Regions from separate parts of the Sus scrofa genome. Here regions 1 and 2 are each linked to region 3. The links are chromatin contacts, called in public Hi-C maps. All regions are on one chromosome and are shown on one strand. Each heading gives the region's core, a stretch centred on a gene start, on an enhancer-like site or on the middle of the called end of the contact. The rest is flanking DNA. Distances are from core to core; before and after follow the strand shown.

The links. A called contact is a pair of places that touch in the nucleus more often than the background predicts.
Region 1: a Hi-C map of liver shows a contact between it and region 3, with 3 times the contacts expected there. The contact joins the promoter of MLXIPL here to the promoter of LOC106509660 in region 3. A contact is called at or near these places in 1 of 5 promoter capture datasets (liver), 4 of 47 Hi-C or Micro-C datasets (embryonic fibroblasts, liver and skeletal muscle) and 1 of 2 datasets of contacts at active chromatin or transcription factors (skeletal muscle).
Region 2: a Hi-C map of epiblast stem cells shows a contact between it and region 3, with 1.5 times the contacts expected there. The contact joins the promoter of CLDN4 here to the promoter of LOC106509660 in region 3. A contact is called at or near these places in 3 of 47 Hi-C or Micro-C datasets (embryonic fibroblasts, epiblast stem cells and omental adipose tissue).

What each region holds. Positions count from the first base shown.
Region 1 is chr3:10,932,800-10,935,962 of Sscrofa11.1, reverse strand. It overlaps MLXIPL (carbohydrate-responsive element-binding protein), which reads left to right and starts at 1,706. Exons shown (of 15, transcript XM_021086328.1): 1 at 1,706-2,062. LOC102163947 (a long non-coding RNA gene) reads left to right here. Exons shown (of 5, transcript XR_002342320.1): 5 at 116-350.
Region 2 is chr3:11,050,888-11,053,919 of Sscrofa11.1, reverse strand. It overlaps CLDN4 (claudin 4), which reads right to left and starts at 1,639. Exons shown (of 1, transcript NM_001161637.1): 1 at 601-1,639. The coding sequence starts at 1,477. The coding sequence ends at 848.
Region 3 is chr3:10,990,178-10,993,237 of Sscrofa11.1, reverse strand. It overlaps LOC106509660, which reads right to left and starts at 1,285. Exons shown (of 6, transcript XM_013995547.2): 1 at 1,033-1,285. It overlaps STX1A (syntaxin-1A), which reads left to right and starts at 1,392. Exons shown (of 11, transcript XM_003124422.5): 1 at 1,392-1,485. The coding sequence starts at 1,456.

The sequences.
Region 1 (3,163 bases), core at 457-2,956, 58 kb after region 3:
TGTGACCACAGCCATCCCTCCATCCTGCTTCTCATCTTCACTGCTATCCTCTTGTTCTGCAAGGGTTATAACCACCTCCAGACTAATTCCAGGTCAATCTGACATTTTTCCATAGGTGTGGCTGGAGCTAAGAGGGAGCCTGGAGAGAGAAGACTTGTCCAAACACCCCTGTTTTAAATATGGGTGGGTTAAATCCAGGATGCTCAGTTAAATCTGAATTTTAGATAAACAGTATGAATAATATTTTAGTGTAAGAATGCCCCAAATATTCATGGGACATACTTAGACTTAAAAAATATTTATTTTTATCTTGGAGTTCCTGTCATAGCACAGCAGAAATGAATCCGACTAGGAACCATGAGGTTGTGAGTTTGATCCCTGGCCTTGCTCAGTGGGTTAAGGATCTGGCATTGCCGTGGGCTGTGGTGTAGGTCACAGATTGAGCTTGGATCTGGCATTGTTGTGGCTGTGGTATAGGCCAGCGGCTACAGCTTCGATTAGACCCCTAGCCTGGGAACCTCCATATGCCATGGGTGCGGCTCTAAAAAGACAAAACATATATACATATAGTTTGTCTGAAATTCAAATTCAGCTGGGCCTCCTGGATTTTTATTTGCTAAATCTGGCAACCCTAAGTAGAGGGAAACTGAGGCCCTGGGAGAGGGAATGAGTATCTTCTCTGGTTGCTGAGCCTGTTCATGAATGCCCCTGCCTGGCTCAAGCCCCAGGCCCCTTACACACACACACACACACACACACACACACACACACACACACACAGCCTCTGATTTCATTCTCGGGTCCTAGCTCTGGCCGTGAATGGGTGTCTGTCCAAGGCGGCAGGACCAAGCCAAGAGCATGGGGAGAGGAAAGCGTGTGCAGACAAAGGCTGAGCTTGCCCCCCAGGACGGCACTGAGTATGGGGGTTTGGAAGGAGTAGGGGTGTCCTCATCGCTCCCCTTCTCAAGATGCCGACCCTAGGGCCACCACTGGCCTGTCCCTGTCCTCTCTCTGGGCGGCTACCCTGTGGGTGTTCAGGGTGCTTGTGGAACGATTGTGGCCATCAGGAGGAATGTGAGGACCCAGAAGGCAGATCACCTGAGGGAGGTTGGTGAGCTCCAGGCGGCAGGAGGGGGTGAGGGAAGAGGCTTCAGAGAGCGTGGGGTTCAGGGAGGGAGGCTCAAGGCAGAGCGTGCGGGGGGAGGGTGGTGCAGGGAAGGGAGGAGGCTTAGGAGGCAGCAGGGACCCGGAGGAGAGCAAGGAGGTCAGAAGGGGTTTCCAGGAGGCAGCGAGCCCAGGGAGGGCAGAGGCTGGGGAGGGGGAGGGCTCAGTAAGGAGCGGCGATGTGTGCGAAGCCGCGGGGGCTGCGCAGAGAAGGGAGTGGGGGTCGGTGAGGGCGATGGGAAATCGGGAGAGAGCCAAGTTTGGAGGTGGCTCAGGGCTGGGCCTCGGATGGAGCTGGCGTCCAGGGGATGAATGGGGTTCAGTGAGCCAGATGGGAACTCAGGACGGACGTGAGGTTGGAAGAGGGGCTGGAGCCCAGGGAGTAACCGAGGCGGTCCTGCCGCCACCTCTGCCCACCTGGGCCTGGCTCCACGCCCCTGGCTCCTCCCTTCTCCAACCCAGCCCGCGGTTTGGGAGCCAGGCTCCAAGCCCCCGCGGAGAGGGGGGTTAAAGGTGAGCGGGCACGAGCGGGTCCCAGACGGGGATTGGCAGGAGCCTGGGCCCAGGGCCCGGGCCATGGCTGCCCCACAGGCCTCCAGCTGGGTGAGCGGCTGCCACCCACGTGCTAAGGAGAGAAGGAGGCACCGGATCAAGGGGCAAAGGACACCCCGAGCGAGCGGGAGGGCGGAGGCCGGGCAGTGCCCACGTCCACACCCGCTGCTAAAAGCCGGCCCGCGGCGTCGCGCAGCGCACAGAGCCCTCTGCCGCCGGCGTAGAGAAGCCGCTGAGAGCGGCTGTGGCCCCGAGCATCCCGCGTGCTCCCCTGGACAGACGCCTCCCGGGGAGACCCCGTGGCCTGGTTGAGAGCTCCCTTACCTGCAAATCCCGCGGAATCCAGGTAAGCGGCACGGACGGGGGTCCACTGGGGGCAGATGCTTAGCACAAGGGGAGTCAGAGCCTCCCTTATGCTGGATCTCAGTCTCCTCACCTGTCAGATGGGGAGGGGGCGCTTCTATGGCTCTGCTGGGCTGCAGGGGTTAATACCTTGTGTACCTGCCCCCCTTCACTCAGGCGCCTCTGCGGGGGTGGGGTGCAGGGAAGAGGAAACCTCATACCCCAGAGAGGGCTCAGGATCAAGAATCCCAGACGAGCTCATCCTGCCTGCTCTTCCTGGAGACTCACGGACTCCCACTGCCTCCGGGCCCCACTGGCTGGGCTGGGACTGAATCTTGGTCCGGGGCTCTCCCTGGAGCTAGGTGTGGGACCAGAGAGCCAAGAGGGAGGGCATTCCTCCCTGCCGTCCCCCTGCCCTGGGCAGGGGTGGGTGCTAGTAGTAAAGCTGGTTCCAGGTGGGCCCTTGGGTGAGGGACCAGGACTCAGACTCCTCCTGGCTGGGCAGGGAGAAGCCACATGTCATGGTGGGACAGAGAAACCGTGTGGATTCCCAGCCACCAGGCTTTAGTCAACAGGTAGGGGCTAGGGAAGTGGTGAAGGCCACCCACGCTGGTCTGGCTTAGGGAGGCCAGGGCTCCCTGCCGACTCCCAGCCACCCTGCCCCCACCTGTGTCCCCTGAGTCCACACGTGGGGGCCAGGAGCTGGGGTCCAGCCTGGGCTGGTTTAGGAGCTTTGGGTGCTTGTCTCTGTCTGGCTGTGTGACCTTGGGCTTGTTACTTCCTTTCTCTGGGCCTGGCTCTCCCTCTGTGATGTAGGGAGGCTTCCTGGGCCACTGGTATGGAAACAAGGACAGAATAAACTGGGACAACAGGATGCCTCAAAGGACAGGGAAGCCCCCTCCAAACAAGGTCTCACTTGTCCTTTGCAAGGGGGAGGATGCAGCTGAATCAGGCGGCAGGTGGGGCCAGGGATCTACCCGGCCTCCATCTTGCCCAAGTTCTCTCAGCATCTGGCCAGCTCCTGCCCAGGCCCCAGATCCTCAGAAAAGGGGCCTGGGTCCCTCAGGCCCTGGAACCTGAGCAGTGGGTTCAGGCCCATCCCAGT
Region 2 (3,032 bases), core at 390-2,889, 60 kb before region 3:
TGCACAGGTCCCATTTATTGTAGAAAATAATAGCAATTACCGTGACAAATAGTTTAACTTACAAAACAGAAACCACACAGGAGGCCGGAAAAGCCCCAGGGCTTCCTGGCTGAGGGCCAGAGGAAGACTGTCCTCCCTGCCCTCCCCAGGCTAGTCAATGACCTTGGCAGGGGTGGAAGATTCCAGAGGTGGCCAGTCTCCGAGGGGCCCAGGGTCCGCCCGCTGAGGTTGCAGAGGCAGAGCCCTGAGGTGGCAGGGTGGGGGCAGGAAGGGGTGCGGGCCACCTGGACAGCCTCTGTGGCCCCCTCCCCCACCACTACCCAAACCAGTTTGTAGCACCTCTGCCCCTCCCCTCTAAACCTGTCTGTCCACACCACTCCGGTGACTGTGTTCCACGGGCAGGTGGGTGAGCAAGGCAGCCGATCTCATGGCCACAGGTTTCTGTGGGCAAGGCACAGCCCAAGTGCTGGCTGACCCACCCAGAGGATGCCGGCGGAGGCAGTGGGGAAGGTCAAAGGAGGAGACATTGTCCACTCAGAGGCAGAGCCCACGCAAAGTCAGGGCTGAGCTGTCCTGGCCAGCAGGAGCCAGCCCCCAGTATCCACAGCCATTCAGAGGAGGGCAGCGCAGGAGTCTCTTTCCATCCATCCTTGCTAGCATTGGAAGTGGCCTTGGGAAGGTGTCCGAGAGGGTCAGAAGGCGCTGAGGGGCCTCTGGCCAGCGGCCCGGCTCAGTCCCTGCTTGCCCAGCCCTGGCAGCCTGCGGCCCGTGGCAGGGCCATTCTGGAGTCACAGATTGCAGTCCAGGGAGAAACCAAGCTGAAAGGAAAAGAATCGGCGGTAGCACCTTACACGTAGTTGCTGGCGGGGGCGGAGCGGGCGGCGGAGTACTTGGCTGAGTAGGGCTTGTCGGTACGGGGTGGGCAGTTGCAGCAAAGCAGGGCGCCACCGAGCATCAGCAGGCCAGAGGCAGCCCAGCCGATGTAGAGCGAGGCACCCATCTCCCGCTTCTGGCCCGAGGCCACCAGGGGATTGTAGAAGTCGCGGATGACATTGTGGGCGGTCCAGGACACGGGCACCATCACCAGCAGGCCGGCCAGCAGGAACACCACACCGGCCACGATCATGGTCTTGGCCTTGGCGCTCTCATCATCCACGCAGTTGGTGCACTTGCCGCCCACCACCGACAGCAGCACACCTAGCACGGCCAGGATGATACAGATGACGATGAGGGCGCGGGCCGCCTGCAGGTCCTGCGGCAGCGCCAGCAGCGAGTCGTACACCTTGCACTGCATCTGGCCCGTGCTCTGCACCACGCAGTTCATCCACAGGCCCTCCCAGATGGTCTGCGACGTGACGATGTTGCTGCCGATGAAGGCCGTGACGCGCCACATGGGCAGCGCGCAGCTCAGGATGGCCCCCAGCCAGCCCAGAACGGCCAGGGCGATACCCATCACCTGCAGCCCCATGGAAGCCATGGCTCAGGCTCTGCTGGGGTCTAGGAGCTGGAAGGAAGGCTGTGGGGTCCGGCCCTGGAGGCTGTTAGAGTCCAGACACCTGAACACCGATGGCCAGTCAGCGTCCGAAGAGAGGCTTTTCACCGCAAGTCCAGAGGCAAAGCCGATTGAAGCGTCTCTCCTGAGTCAGAGGCACAAGCCCAGCAAGCGCTCGCAGACTAGTTCCTTCCTGCCGCCAAAGTGCCACCTGCTCACAGAGTGGAGAGGTTATATGGTGCTGCGGGGGAGGGGCGGGGGCGAGGGAGGGGTTTCAGTCGCAGGAGCCGCCCCCCTGACCAGTTTCTCTAGATTCCTGAGCCTGCCAACAAAGGCACTTTAAGGCCCCAGCCCTGGGCCCCTGAGTCATGACCCTGGAGAGCCAGTATCAGAGGAAACTGCCCTTTCCCCCGGCCCCCAGGCCCATGCTGAAGTCACACGGGAGACAGACACTGAGTCACAGCCTACACGCACCTGGACATACCTGGGGGGCCGGAAGGGGAGCCTTCAGGTCCGGGACCTGAGGTCCTGGGTCCCCACCCCCCGGGGCTCCATCATTCCAGGCTTGGGTGGGTGGATGGCGGGGGCGGGGGCGGGAGCGGAGACCCTCAGGGAGAGGATCTGAGGATGCAGCCCTGGGGACTTCAGAGGGCAGCTGTACCCTGATCCCTGCAATGAGTCCTTATCAGCTTATCCGTCACTGGTCTGATAATGGCTATTAAGAGCCTCACCATCCATGCATCCGCCTCACCAGGGAGGGACCAGCTTAAGGAACCAGGAGCTGGGGGGCCTGGGCTCCTGGGTCCATCACCTGCCCTCCCCATCCCTCGGCACCATCATCTGGCTTCCCAGCCCTGCTGGAGGAGGAGGGGTCTGGGAGGTGATGCTCCTTCGGACAAAGAAAGAAGGAAGGCTGCCGGCCCCTGCCCCCCGACATTTCCACCAGTTCCTGCCAGAGCTGAGCCTCTTTGGCCAAAACTGGGTTGGGGAGGTCGCTGAGAGCAAACCGTGGCCAGACCCTGGGACCTCAGCCCAGCAAATGGGTGTTTACTCAGTGAAGACACACAAAACCGTCGTCCGATAAAGGCAGGATGGGAGCAAAGTCCCCTGTGACCTGGAAGGGGAGGGGGAGCTCAGAGCAGATGGGGTTCCAGGAAAAGGGGCTCAACAGGCAGGGGGAGCTCCTTGGCACAACTCCAGGGGGCGCTAACTTCTTGGCCTGTGCTGAGGAGGACTCTGATGGCAGAAATCACCGGGGACGGGCCGCCTGGAGTTGTGCAAGGCTGGGGGACGAGGTGAAGGGGACGGAACAATGAGGACAAAGGTGCCCGAGGTGTGGAAAGGCAGCAAGTTCTGGGAACCAGAACAGATTCAGAGGAATCCAGTCTGACCAGAGCCGGGGGTAGTGGGGGAGGGGCTGAAGCGAAAGAGCCAGAAATCTCTGCCTCAGGCATCACTGAGCCCGGGGCTGTGCACAGACACTGAGTTGAGCAAGGGCCTTGGATGCCAGGCTGAGAGGTCTCCACACAAACAGGATGGA
Region 3 (3,060 bases), core at 36-2,535:
TCTGAGGGCAGGAGCTGTGTCTCCCCTTCTGCCCTCTCCCCATGAAGCCAGACACTGGGCTCTGGGGGCTGCAACCATGACTTGCCCCACTGAGTCACCCTGCACACAGAAATTACTCTGGACCAGGAAGCAGCACCTTCCCTGCCACCCATTTCCCAAAATCCTGGGAAGGCTCTCTGGCAGGTGAGTCCTGGTTTCGCATCTGTCAAATGGGGCACCGTCAATGTCTGGACAAGTGGAAGGGGTGTGGTCATCTCTCATGCCAGGCTACGTTGGAGCTAATCTTGGGCCAGACTTTCCAAGGAAGGAGGGATAGCTGGAACAGTGTCTCCAGCCTGTCTGCCAGCCAGCTAACCTATGCCCACCGTCTGGGAGAAGTGCCAGGCTCAGACACACTGGGCAGCAGGGGACTGGTCCAGCTCCAAAACAACACCTTGGCAGCCCTGGGGAAGGGAAGGGGGAGTGCTTGGCTCGAGGTCAAGAGCGTCTGGGCCAGGGCACAGAGGGGACAGCTGGGTGTGTGCATGTGGCTGTTGCTCAACGAGATGCTGGCAGGGAGCAGAAAAGGAGCATCTGCTCCTGACTAGCCGCCACCCACCACCCCTCTGCAGTACGCCAAAGATCTTTCCATTCGTCCAGAGAAGCTGGGCCCCAAACTAGCTGCCCCCAGCTTCTAGACAGGAAATAAGATCTCAGGGCTGGGGCTGGGATGCAGGGTTGAGAATGAAGGGAAAGGAGAAGGACATGGGACTACAACTTCGATCTCCTTCCCCAAAGATAGAGGGGCTCCTGCATCCCCTTGGGAGTGGGAACTAAAGGCAAAGGGGTGGTCTCGCAACATCAGGCATTGAACTGAGAAATCCTGGGGAAAGAGAGGGCCAGCATCTGAGAGTGGATAAGATGTTGGGGAGAGACAGGAAGGGTAAGGGCTCAAAGGCTGGAACCCTGGAGGCTTTGGGCTGGAGAAGGCTTCTGGAGAGGGATGCTGGAGGTCCTAAGGCAATAAGAGGAAGGAGGGAGGTGGGGTCTAACCTCTAGCAAATCCCTGGCGATGTGAGGCGCTCTAGGGGTGAAGATCCAGGGTCCAGAAGGAGGGATGCTGAGCGGCCGAATCGAGGGAGGGTTGAGATGGGGGAGGGAGCAGGGGCTCTGGGGCCCGACCCCAGGCAGGATCACGAGGCGTCGAGAACGCAGGGGGCCGAGGTTCCAGGGCTGTGACGCTTCTGGAGACCTGGTGTGAGGATGGGAGCGGGAAGCCAGAGGCCCTGACCCAGGTTCCAGGCCGGGACCGGCCGGGGCGGGGCGGGGCGGGCGCGGGGCGGGGCCGGACTGAGGGCTGGGCCGGGGTCCCGGGGGCCGGGGCGGGGCCGGGCTGGCGCTGCGCAGCCGCGGGGCGGCCGCCGCGCATGCGGGGCTCACAGGGCTGCAGCCGGCGCCGCTGCCACTCCCGGGAGCATGAAGGACCGAACCCAGGAGCTCCGCACGGTGAGTCCGGCCCCTGCGCGGCGCCTCTTGCCGCTCGCGTCCAGCGCGCTGGTCGCTCTCTGCCCAGCTTCGGTGACAGCTGGGACGGCAGCCCCTGCGTCCCCGGCCAGGGTGGGAAGAAGCGGTGCCCAGCCGGGGACCGCGAATCTTCTCCGGGTCCCGCCCCTCGGACCCACTGGGGTCACGGGCTCGCGTGAGCTCGGCTCCGATGGCCCGCGGGCTGGCGGCTGAAACCCGGGGTCCGGGATTAACTTTTCGGCGCCCCCTTGCTTTGGGGGGTCGGAGGGCTATTCTCGGATATAAGTGGCGGGACAGAAGCCTGGCCTTCTCCCTGCTCTGCGGAGCCGGTCCCGTCTTGGTCTCCCCAGGGTGTCTCCTCACTGACCCTCCTGTCCCCTCCTCCATTATAGACAGATGGGACTGGTGGGAAGGGGCCGAGAGCAGTCCCCTGCCCAGAGCCCCGCTGCAGGGCGCGCTGCGGAAACCGGGCGGTGGGGTGGGGCCGGGCTCCTCCAGCGGACGCTGTCTCGCCGGGCGCTTGCCGCTCGCTGCCCCCATCACCTCCCATCACCTGTAGCTCCCATCACCTGTGGCTCCCCACCCGGTGGCGATGGGCATCTGCTGCCCGCCCTAGTCCGAGAGGGATCAGACCCGCTCCCAGTCTTTTTCTGGCTTATGGGCAGCCCGGGCCGGCGTTTCCAGACCCTTCCAGGGTTCCCTGGTCTGATTCCGACCTGAACCTATTTTTCCACCTGTGTTTCGGAGGCCCCTGGGGTGTGGCTTCTGGGGTGGGGTTTGGATAGGGGGAGTAGAAGGATGCGCAAAGGTACCTAGTCAGAGCCCGCTTCTCCCAGTCCTGACAGAGATCCCTGCCACCCTCTCCTTCTCAGCAAGCCCCCCCTCTCCCCTGGCCTTAGCCATTTACCAGAATGTTTGCACTTCTGCCCTTAGAGATGGCCATCCTCGGGCACCTGTGGGGGGCAGTGAAGGAAATGAAACCTGTCTGTGGGGAGGGGGGCATCAGGGCTCTAGACCAGGCTGAGACTCCTCAGATGCTCTGGCTGACCTCTCTGCTGGCTCCTGGTCTCTGGGAAGAGGGGGCCCTAGCTCACTGCCTCCCCAGAACCCTTACTCTGCTGCCCAGCTTAGAGCCAGCAATCTGGGTCCCCTTATATGGAGAGTTCCAGGTGTCCTTTGGGCTTTTGATCCCATTGCTTGTCCTTTCTGCCCATAGGTTTTCTGCACTTGTGCCTGGGTCTCCCTGTTAGAGTCTTGTCTCCTAGGCATCCCGGGGCTGCAACCCGTGCTGTCCTGCCTCCATCTCCCCATTGCTCAGCTGCCAGCCCCCACTCTCCCGTCAGACCTGTGTTATTCCTGGCTGAGTGCCCAGCCCCCAGGGTAAACCCCACGAGGTTCCAAAGGAAGAAGATGGCCCCTAATGTCATATATGGTGTCTAAACACTTCCCCCACCAGCTTTTGTGGTTGCCCTCAAGTTTCCTGTGCTTGACTGAGTCAGAAGGAGTGTTGTTATCTTGGCGATGAATGGCCGTGTGGTGGATTTGCTGGTGTCTGGG